2 separate regions of the Mus musculus genome follow, and region 1 is linked to region 2. Evidence: chromatin contacts called from public HiCAR-type data. All regions are on one chromosome and are shown on one strand. The core of a region is the stretch at or near the end of the contact, and the rest is flanking DNA. Distances in the headings are between cores, read along the strand shown. Region 1 holds the start of Rp2 (retinitis pigmentosa 2 homolog). Region 2 holds the start of Fundc1 (FUN14 domain containing 1).

Region 1 (5,803 bases), core at 525-3,024, 2.8 Mb before region 2:
TTGTTTAGCTAGGGATGCCACTCAGTGGTAGAATGCTTGCCTAGCATGGCTCAATACCCAGCGCTGGGGAGAAAAAATTTAAACAGCATTATTAGAAATCCCAAGGCTGTTGAAAATGAATACTTCAAAATCCTCCTACCAAATGATTTTGATGGGTACAATCTTCATATAAGACAGAAAATACAACACTTTCCTACATGACAAAATACTGCTATATAAGAGGAACAAAAGGCCACATGGCCTAAGAAAGGTTTCAGAGTCAAAGGCAAAAAGCTGAGCCTGAGAATTCAGCTTCCATTTGTTAAAAGCCAACATTTTGAAAATGTCATTTATATGAATGCCTAAATTCTGCTGGGGATTTGAAATGATGCAGGATGATTTGTCATACCAAACAAGGATGCAGGATGACTGGTTATAACAAAACAAGACTTTAGTACTTCTGGTCAAAGTTGTTGCATTAAGCAATAGTTAACTGTTCATGACACCCATTTAAAAGAACAAGCGTTCTTATTTTGTTTGAGAAACTATAATAATTGATGTCTATTAAGTGTTTTACAAAGCAACTACACTAAGAAGAAAAGAAGAACTTTGTAGAAAGAGGAACCATTGTGAAATGTATGCCTAAGTAAGTGTGTTTTGTGCAAGATTAGGAGACTTTTTCAAACCTTTTGAGATATATATATATATATATATATATATATATATATATATATATATATATATATATATATATATATATATATATATATATATATACACACACACATATGTATATATGTGTGTGTGTATGTGTGTGTGTACATATATATATATATGGCATTTTCGTTCATATAAAGCTGCAATAATAAACTACTTCCTGGTTTGTGTTGGGTACTTTCACCTTACACAATACACTCCAAGACTGCCTCAATTTTCATTATTCTTTTCTGATAAATGGAAGACGAGAATAAAGGTAGACATGAAACAGTCCATTTAATAACTGAGTAACACCAAGAGGCACCAAAAGCGATTTTCAGAGGAGAGCAGACAAAAGAGTAACAGCTTGGGAATACAAACCGCAGAAAAGATGAGAACCAGTCTTGCGTGTGTAATTCGACCACTGGACCAAACCCCTTTGGCCAACGCTGGTGAAATGAGCTGATTGGAGATTCAGCACCTTCCTGGCTCTTTCCCTCCCTGGAGTCCTTTCTAGAATCCGGAGTCGGGGTGCAGAGCCTACAGAGAGGCCCTGGGAGTCTAGTTAGGCTGACCACTAACTCTATGCCTCCTTTGGGCCCTTCACATCCCGCCCCCAAAGTCGTGCGACTTCAGCTGCCTGTGCGCGCCAGTGAAAGCCAGTTGTGGGCCACCCGCCAAACTGCCCGCTTTCATCTGCTGCAAAGGGCAGCCGAGGAGGGCCCAAAGCAAGGGATCCCCAAAACATCACCTTCTCCCGCTGGTCCCAGCTGTACAGCTTGGGCTGCTCCTCCTCTCCCTCAGCCTTTTCACTCTTCCTCCTCTTAGTGAAGCAGCAGCCCATGGTGCGGCCTAAGGGTCTTGGTAGTGGACCCCACTCGCTCAGACACCTTTCAGAGGGTGGCGGGAAGCCAGGGTGACTCGGCCAACAGCTCCCCGGACACCGCCCAGGGGAGCAGCCCCGCCGCCAGGAACCCTCAGCACTCCCGCCAGGCCCAACACCCTTCTCCGCCCAACCCCCTAGGTCTCCGTGACGACCTATGGCAACCAATAAGCGGGCAGCAGCCTCTGAGCCAATCAATGCCTCGCAAGCTGCTCTGCTCCTATGAGCTCAGGCCAAAGTATTCATTCACCAATCCTACGTCAGCGGGGGGCTGGCCAGCTCAGGTGCTCTCACCGAGGGCCCCGTCCCCAGGTCGGTCCTACTCCACCCCCAGCTTCTCCCCTCTAGTGAACTAGGCTGGGCTAGCTGGCTGCTGTTTGATTGGGCTGAGTACCTTTTCCTGACCCGGTGCTCAAATTTCGAAAGTTTCCAAAATTTAAGCTCTGGAGGGGATGCCATACAGAGTAGTGGACTTGTTTTATGACAAAAATTGCTAGGGAAAAAAATCTTGCTGATTTTGTAAAACAAATTTGTGTCCTTCACTCCTCCCTTTCAGTACCTTTCTAGGGAACCCACAAGCTTCTGGTCGAACTGTTCATGTCTGGTGTCTGTAGAGGTCAGGAGAGGGCTCAAATCTCCTGGTTACTAATAGTTGTAAGCCATCAAGCAAGTGCTAGGGAGCGAACCTGGATCCTCTGCAAGAGGAGCAAATGATCTTAAACACTGAGCCATCTCTCCAATCCTTTGAGGGATGTCTAAAAGCTTCCACTTATCTCTCCAAAATTGGACAAGTATTTAGGATAAAAACCTAGTATTGTCTCCTTACTAGAACAGTGAATCTGGGAGCAAAAGGATATTACAAAAAGGCATGTACCTTTGAATCTCTCAGCTTATGCATCCAATGACAGAAGCACATATAACCTTTTTCCAATCTCTTCCAAAAGACAGTAGTCCAACTATAGAGGGTAAGAGAGGCATGTTGACTCACCACAAAGGAGCTTTAGGAACTCAAGCAGTGCAAAGTCTAATAGAGGATATAAACCCTATCATATAAACAACCTGATCTGTTCAAAGCAAATGGTACAAAGTTCGCGTGAAAACATAAAAATATACACAATCATTAACATTTGTTGTATTTGGGTGGACTTTGAGTACAATGCCCATGTATTGCTTTCATAATAAGTTGATTTCTCTGAGATACAGTATTAAAACATCATGATAAGACATCAAATGCAGACTAGCACTTTCAAATTTGTTTATCTTTTTACTTGACCATACCTATCACATTTAATGTAGATTCTAAAAGAGCCTCTGACTCAATTTGGGCATTAAGATTGTTCCTCCTTTCACTTCCTGCCCTTTTTGTACAACCAGGAAGAAGGGTACAGTGCTTAAGAATTATAAATGACCTGAAAGTTAAGCTCCAGGTCTTGGACAATAAAAGCTGTGCATTACTGCCTTTTTCTTCAGTCAGATCAAAGTTCTATGTGAGGATAGTTTTGTATTAGAGCCCTGCTGCTAATTTATATTCATAGAATAGCAAAAGTTTGATCACTGCAGAGTGCAGAATAAGAAGCTGAAATCCAGGGATGAATCTGTGGTCACAATGAATGGAATTGAGCAAGAACTAGAAAAATTCAGATCCTCTGTCCCTCATGGATCATGTTCTTCATAAAGACACAACTCAATAAAACTAATTTTAGAGAAAGAATTTCTAAAACTCATTGCTTTGAGCACACCCTTTTAAAATTATTTGTTTATTTTATGTATGTGTGTACACTGTCACTCTCTTCAGACACAGCAGAAAAGGGCATCAGAGCCCATTACAGATGGTTGTGAACCACCATGTGGTTGCTGGGAATTGAGCTCAGGACCTCTGGGAGAGCAGCCAGTGCTCTTAACTGCTGATCCATCTCTCCAGCCCTAACTCATTGCTTTGAAACACATGCTCTTGAGAAACTCAAATCTGAAACAAAATCTAGATCAACCTGTAATTAGTTTTTAGAGATCCTCAAATAAAACTGAAGGCACTTGGTTAACTCTCATCTCACTGTCAGTCTAATCCCAAATCAAATTAAATCAAAATTAAATTGAAATCATACAAATTATAGCTGGGTGTGGCAATATATTCTCAGCATTTGAGAGTTAGAAGCAGAATGGAGTTCAAGACTGGCCTGGGCTACTTGAGACACTGTCTCTTCTTTCCATATAGCCCCCACCAACCCAAGAACAACCAGGATTAAAAAGCTAATACACAAAGATTAGTGATCTGTTTTGCTCTCTTGCTCTTTTTTCTTCTTCTTCAGAGGTGCTAGGGATTAAACTAAAGCCTTGCACATGTTATACCTACTAGGCAGGTGCTATACCACCAACATAAATCGTGAATACCTCCCTGTGCCTTTACAAAGTACTTTAAATTTTGAGAAAGGGTCTGGCTAAGTTGCCCATTAACCCAGACAGGCATTAAACTGAGTCCCCTGTTTTTGCCTCTCAAGTAGCTGGGATTAAAAGTCACCAGGCCTATGTCTCTCTGTCTTTATCTGTCTCTCTGTCTGACTCTGTCTCTGTCTCTGTCTCTGCCTTCTCCATGTCTCTCTTTAGTTCCTTCCACCATAAATTCCCATGACTTTTTTTGGCAAGCCAGCTCTGTCCTTACTAATCAGCATATACATTGCTGCCAACTGCCATTCTATCTCGAGTCCTGACTCTTCTGTCCCAGTGTGCAGAATGTACAATGAGCCCCTTATACATTAACTCAGACTCTGAAGGGAGATAATCAGACAATTTTTTTTGCCAGTTAATCGTCTGTAGACAGATGTGCACATATGTTCTAATTGCTGCAATGGCAGGAATGAGTTCCATATTATAAAAGTAGGTGGTGAACAAGTCCTACAAAAGTATGTGCTAGACACAAGCATAAGTTCAATTACTTCTGCCTAGGTAGACACTTCCCACCTGTCTTAGTTAGGATTTTACTGTTGTGAACAGACACTATGACCAAGGCAACTCTTATAAGGACAACATTTATTTGGGGGCTGGATTACAGGTTCAGAGGTTTAGTTCATTATCATCAAGGTGGGAGCATGGCAGGCATAGTGTAGGTAGAGTTGAGAATTCGACATCATCAACTGAAGGCTACTAGTGAAAGACTCACTTCCAGGCAGCTAGAATGAGGGTCTTAAAACCCACACCCACAGTGACACACCTACTCCAACAGGGCCACACCCTCTAATAGTGCCACTCCCTGGGCCAAGCATATACAAACCATCACATTTCACTCCATGGTCCCCATAGCCTTATTCAAACATATGAGTCTATGGGGGCCATACCTAAACATAGCATAATGCAAAACACATTTAGCCCAACTTCCAAAGTCTCCATAGTCTATAGTAGTATCAATAATGTTAAAAGTCCAAAGTTCAAAGTCTCTTCTAAGATTCATCGAATCACTTAACATTCCCAAAGCAAAACAGGAAACCAGCTGGGCAAACTCTAAACTCTGTATCGCCATGTCTGACATCAAAGCAGTCTTCAGATCTTCAACTCCATTTTCATCTTTGTTGACTGGAACAATTTTTTTTTCTCCTGAGCTGGTTCCACTCCCTGTTATCAGCTTTCCTCAGCAGATAGCCCAATGCTCCGGCATCTTGAACATCTTGGGGTCTCTAAGGCAACTTCAATGTTACAGCTTCTTGTTTCAATGTCTGGAATCCACACATGATCTTCTGGGCTCCTCCAAAGGGCTGCTGTCACTTCTTCAGCTCTGCCCTCTGTAGCACTCTAAGCTCAGGTTGGTCCGCTCCACTGCTGATGCTGTTTTGGTGGTCATCCCATGGTACTGTCATCTCCAATACACTGGGGTCTTCCTCTGCAAATAGGCTTCACCAATAGCCTCTCAAAGGCTCTCTTCATGGTGCCAAGCCTCAAATCCTTTGCATGACCCCTTCAGTCCTGGGATGTCAACTGAGGCTTCACCTTCACCAACGGCCTTCCATGGCCTCTCACAGTGCCAAGCTTCAGCTGTTCTTCATGATGCCTTCATGCCTTCAAAACCAGTACCAAATGGGTAACTCTTACACATTACCAAGTACAGCTGCTGCAGGAGGTATAACCTTGGCTATCTTTGGAGCACAGCTTCTTTGTGCTCTCAGAAAACACTTCCCAAAAGATTTCACCTCAGTGATGTTGGTCTCTTCTTAATCACCACTAATTTCTTAGCTCCAGCTAACCAGCATCACTTGTTCC
Region 2 (5,994 bases), core at 2,620-5,119:
GATGGCTACTCCAGCTTGTTTCTTTAGACCACTTGCTTGGAAATTTGTTTTCTAGTCTTTTACTCTGAGGTAGTGTCTGTCTTTCTCCCTGAGGTAGGTTTCCTTTGTGCAGCAAAATGTTGGGTCCTGTTTATTATTATATAGCCAGTCTGTTAGTCTATGTCTTTTTATTGGGGAATTGAATCCGTTGATTTTAAGAGATATTAAGGGAAAGTAACTGTTACTTCCTGTTATTTTTGTTGTTAGATTTGGGATTCTGTTCTGTGGCTATATTCTTTTAGGTTTGTTGAAGGATTACTTTCTTGCCTCTTCTAGGATCTAGTTTCCATCTTTGTGTTGGTGTTTTCCCTTTATTATCCTTTGAAGGGCTGGATTTATGGAAAGATATTGTGTGAATTTGGTTTTGTCATGGAATACCTTTGTTTCTCCATCTATGGTAATTGAGATTTTTGCTGGGTATAGTACCCTGAGCTGGCATTTGTGTTCTCTTAGGGTCTGTATAACATCTGTCCAGGATCTTCTGACTTTCATAGTCTCTGGTGAGAAGTCTGGTGTAATTCTGATAGGTCTGCCTCCATATGTTACTTGGCCTTTTTACCTTACTGCTTTTAATATTGTATCCTTATTTAGTGCATTTGTTGTTCTGATTATTACATGTTGGTAGTGATTTCTTTTCTGGTCCAGTCTATTTGGAGTTCTGCAGGCTTCTTCTATGTTCATGGGCATCTCTTTCTTTAGGTTAGGGAAGTTTTCTTCTATAATTTTGTTGAATATATTTACTGGCACTTTAAGTTGAAAGTCTTCATTCTCATCTATACCTATTATCCTTAGGTTTGGTCTTCTCATTGTGTTCTGGATTTCCTGGATGTTTTGAGCTAGGTAGGATCTTTTTGCATTTTGCATTTTCTTTGATTGTTGTGTCCATGTTTTCTATGGAATCTTCTGCACCTGAGATTCTCTCTTCCATCTCTTGTATTCTGTTGCTGATGCTCGGATCTATGGTTTCTGATTTCTCTCCTAGGATTTCTATCTCCAGAGTTGTCTCCCTTTGTGATTTCTTTATTGCTTCTACTTCTATTTTTAGATCCTGGATGTTTTTGTTTTTCAATTCTTTTACCTGTTTGGTAGTGTTTTCCTGTAACTCTTTAAGGGATTTTTGTGTTTCCTACTTAAGTGCTTCTAGCTGTTTACCTGTGTTTTCCTGTATTTCTTTAAGGGAGTTATTTATTTCCTTCTTAAAGTCCTCCATCATCATCATGAGAAGTGACTTTAGATCCATATCTTGCTTTTCTGATGTGATGGTGTATCCAGGACTTGCTATTGTGGGAGAGTTTGGTTCTGATGTTGCCAAGTAACCTTGGTTTCTGTTGCTTCTGTTCGTATGATTGCCTCCTGCCATCTGATTATCTCAAGTGCTTGCTGCCCTCAATATATCTGATTGGAGCCTGTCCTTTCTATAATCCGGATTGATTCAGTACTCCCCAGTGTCCAGGTTTCTCTGTGATTCTATGATTCCGGGCTCCTGTTAACCTGAGATTCTGGCTGTGTCAGAGTTCTTGGCAGTCAAGCTTCCTCTGAGACCCCGAGGTTCTGAAGTGAGCAAGCTGCTGCTATCCTGGTATCCTGGTATCCTAGTATCCTGGAATCCTAAGATCCTGGGCATGTTACAGCGTCTGGAAGTAGTGTCTCCTCTGGGGACCATGGGGCTGTCTGGTGTGTTCGAAACCAAGGTATATCAGCACTGATTAAAAGGAACCTGAGCAGCTCGTCAGGCAGGGCTCACATGTCCTTGCTCCTGCTGCCACAGGCCTGTCACAATTGGTTTGGAACAGATGTTGTGTCCACTCACCAGTGATCCTAAGATCCTGGGTGTGCTAGGGTGCCTGTAGCGTGGAGAGTTCTCTGTGGACTGTGGGACGATCTGTTGAGTTCGTGCCCAAGGTGGCTTGGAGCTGGCACTGACCAGAAGGGACTTGAGCCCCTGGTCAAGTGGGTTTCCTGCGCCCCTGCTGCTGGCACAGGCCCATCAAGATTGGTTTGGAACTGATGTTGTCTTCCACTCACCAGTGATCCTAAGATCGTGTGGAGAGTCCTTTGGGGACTGTGGGACTGTCTTCGGAGTTCGAGCCCAAGGTGATGGAGCTGCCGCAGACCGGAAGGGCTAGAATGCATATTTAAAATAAGTTTGGTGCTGATTTATGTGAACTTGGGTTAGTTCTTTGGTATCCAACATGTTTTTATATTCTACAGAATCCATGGAAATTTGTGGTAAAAAAACAGACTTTATCCCTATTTCACATTCAAATAATAACAATTCTTAAAATCACAGCTTTGTGGTGAATGTCGGTAATCACAGCACTGGGCAGAGTGAGACAGAGGAATCCAGCATCAGAGGCCAGCCTGGGCTACATAGTGTGACCATGTTTACAAACAAACAATCCTAATACTGGAGAGGCAGAGGGAAGTAGGTCTGTGTAAGTTTGAGGCCAGCGTGCTCTACATAGGGAGTTCCAGAGAATCTTAGGTTATGTGAGATGTTGTCTAAAAATAACCAACCAACCAAAAATACAAGCAAAAGTCTGCTCGACTAACAGGGCACTAAAAAAACTAGAGCCCTCAGCAGTTTGAGAAAAATGTGACCTGGGGATCCATCCCATATACAGTCGCCAAACCCAGACACTTTTCTGGATGCCAACAAGTGCTTGCTGACAGGAGCCTGTTATAGCTGTCTCCTGAGAGGCTCTGCCAGTGCCTGGCAAATACAGAAGTGAATGCTCACAGCCATTCATTGGACTGAGCACAGGGTCCCCAATGGAGGAACAAGAGAAAGGACCCAAGGAGCTGAAGGCATTTGCAGCCCCATAGGAGGAACAACAATATGAACCAACCGCTATTCCCAGGATACCCAGGGACTAAACCACCAACCAAAGAAAACACATGGAGGGACCATGGCTCCAGCTGCATATGTAGTAGAGGGTGGCTTTGTCAGTCATCAATGGGAGGAGAGGCCATTGGTCCTGTGAAGGCTCTATGCCCCAGCATAGGGGAATGCCAGAGCCAGGCAGCAGGAGTGGGTGGGTTGGTGAGCTGGAGGAGTGGGGAAGTGATAGGGGGAGGAGGGTTTTCAGAGGGGAAACCAGGAAAGGGGATAACATTTTAAATGTAAATAAAGAAAATATCTAATTAAAATTTTTTTTCATTAAAAAAAAAAACCTTTAAAATATTTGCCCTGACACTTGTTAAAATAGATAGTGGGTCTATTTTAATTTGGGATACAACAACAACAACAAAAAGCTGGAGATTTATAGTGCATAATCTGAGGGGGTCGAAGTGTAGAGTCCTACCAAGAGGAGACATCAAGGGAGTTTATTGCTGAGCTAGTTTAATTGGGTTCTTACTGGAGAATGACTGGGTTATTAGACATCAAGCAAGAAGTGGGCCTGAAATTTCTGTTAAAGCCAACAGAATTCTTGAAAGAACTAAAGGCCAAAGATAGGGCCTGAAAAAAGAACACCTAATCAGAAAGACAGCTTCGTTGAAGCATCCTGACTAAAGACTTGTTAAGAACAGTCTGCCAACACTAAACTGATTATCTTGTTCTATTACCCTTAGCCGCTCCTCCCTCCATTCCTTTAGCGTAAAAAACAAACAAACAAAAAAACCAAAAAGCAAAAACAAAAATAAGACAAAACAACAAAAAACTCTTAGAAACTTAGAGCAGGTTGGGGTAATGCCCAGGCTACAGTGGAAAAGAGCACGGACTACATTTCCCATAAGCAATAGGAGGGCGGGGACTCAGCTATTCCATCACAAGTCCCAAGCCTTGCGGCTGCGCACAAATTGTTGGAGGTCGTGTACAGGGAAGAGTGGCGGTGACGCGACTGTGTGGGCGGGGCGAGGAGGAGGCTGAGGAAAAAAGAGAGACCATAGACTTCCAACTCGGCCTAGAGCGTCCTTTAAAGTGGTGGGGAGAGGCGGGCAGGGACCACCCCCAACTGGCCGCTGGCGGTATCATGGCATCCCGGAACCCCCCTCCCCAAGGTGAGCAGCCAGGGCCCGAAGTAGTCTCTGGGACGCTGCCCACAGCACTCGACCTTTTATTGCTATGGTGTTTCTCCCTTTCCCTCCTCCAGTGTTTCTGGGGCTCTGTCGCTGTACAGCCCCTTTGCGAGAGCCCCTTTGAACCAGAGGTCTCCTTTCCCTCTCTGCGGAATTTAGCATGCTCACCTACACCTAACCAAGGCTAGACCCTGCCCTGCCCTGCCCCCACCTCGAGCCCTTCTCCATCTTGCAAAATTAGGAGGGTTGGCGGGTTGATTTCCATGGTTGGTTGCGTTTTAGTCCTGCTCTGATTTCCTCTTGCTAGGTTCCTGACTTTTCCTTTCATGGAAGGATCATCCCCTCGCCCCCTTTTCCCACAGATGGAAATGTACCCTGCCCTGACCTTATTCTCATTGTGCGGGTGACCGCCCACTGCTTTGTAATTCAACTGGCCTCTGGCTGCGTGTCCCTAAGCCTTGGGAAAGGAAATGCCGATGCTGTTGCTAGGCCCTTTATGCTTGAGGCCCTAGTCTCCCAGATCGAGTTAATCACGCTCCTTCGTTTACATCTGGGCCTTTTTAGTTGTAGACCAGACATGACAGTGTGTTGGCCCACAGGTTTTATGAAAACAGCTTGTGAGACGTTTCAGACTGTAGAATGAATGTTTTTTTTTTCCATTTTGTATTTTTAAAGACTATGAAAGCGATGACGAATCATACGAAGTGTTGGATTTAACTGAATATGCAAGAAGACACCACTGGTGGAATCGAGTATTTGGCCACAGTTCCGGACCTATGGTAGAAAAATACTCAGTAGCTACTCAGATTGTAATGGGTGGCGTGACTGGCTGGTGAGAACATTCTTTTCATTAAATTTTAGTGGGAACCTGGCTCTTGTCCTTTTGTAAATGGCACAGCCTCCATAAATCTTCAGTGGCTCCCCACTTTTAAATTCCAGAAGAACACAACTTTGGGGCTTTTCCCGGATCTTATTGGTTGTATCAGCCTTCAGATAGTCCTGGTTGGATTTTGATGATTTCCCTCTGTCAAAGGCCCACCATAGTTCCACTTCCACCCTTTACACTTCCTTTAATTCATTAACAAATTTTCAACTTAAGCAAGTTAATTATAAGTAAGTTGTTACTTGCTATTCAGTGCCAATAACTGGAAAAAACATGAGAACTCCCATTGCAGAACTAGCCTCTAAGATTCTCAGCTCTGTACATAGAAGCATTAATGGTCTGTAAAAATTATTCACAATGATGCATCAGATTCTACATTTTTTGTGTACTGGTTCTGATTATGATAGTGCTTTGAAGAAGATCTGAGAAGATTGCCTTTGCTTTAGAATTAATGCAATGATTACTTATTATGCAATAATTTGGAGTACAATAAGGAGTGGCTAATAACCATTAATCAAGCAACAGCTCATGTAAGCACATATTTACATTGTTGTTACCATGTATTTTAATTCTATTATTTTTGGAATAAAATATTAACCAGATAAAAAGGGGCAGAAACAGTTCAGTATTTTGAAATATGTTGATGACTCTTTTTTTTTTGAAGTGACAGTGATTAAGTTGTAAGCATTTTTTTTCTTTACATTTAAGGTAAATTCATCTTGTGCTAATTAAAATATTTACATACTTCCTCTTGGCATGGGAAAATGACATTTATTCATGTGTGTTTTCCATGAACCTCGGAATAATGATGCCCCATGCCTTCTTGTAAATGCCATTTCATAATTTAAAACAAACAAAGAACAATTATGGTGAAGATTCCATGGAGCACAGGCACAGTATTAATACTGCTTTATTGAAAAATCATACAGTTAGAAGGGAAATTTCTGCTCAGGGCCTCGGTCAATTAGATGATTCACTGTAGGATGATTACAACTCTGCCCCCTTAAATGCATTTATAATTTGGTGCCAGAGGTGATTGGTTAGTGAGAATC

Evidence for each region. HiCAR-type assays count read pairs that join an accessible place to other places.
Region 1: a contact with region 2 is called in a HiCAR-type map of astrocytes, with 6 times the contacts expected there. The contact joins the promoter of Rp2 here to the promoter of Fundc1 in region 2.

The regions. Positions count from the first base shown.
Region 1 is chrX:20,360,452-20,366,254 of GRCm38.p6, reverse strand. It overlaps Rp2 (retinitis pigmentosa 2 homolog), which reads right to left and starts at 1,774. Exons shown (of 5, transcript NM_133669.5): 1 at 1,427-1,774. The coding sequence starts at 1,519.
Region 2 is chrX:17,570,200-17,576,193 of GRCm38.p6, reverse strand. It overlaps Fundc1 (FUN14 domain containing 1), which reads left to right and starts at 3,869. Exons shown (of 5, transcript NM_028058.4): 1 at 3,869-4,041; 2 at 4,735-4,891. The coding sequence starts at 4,014.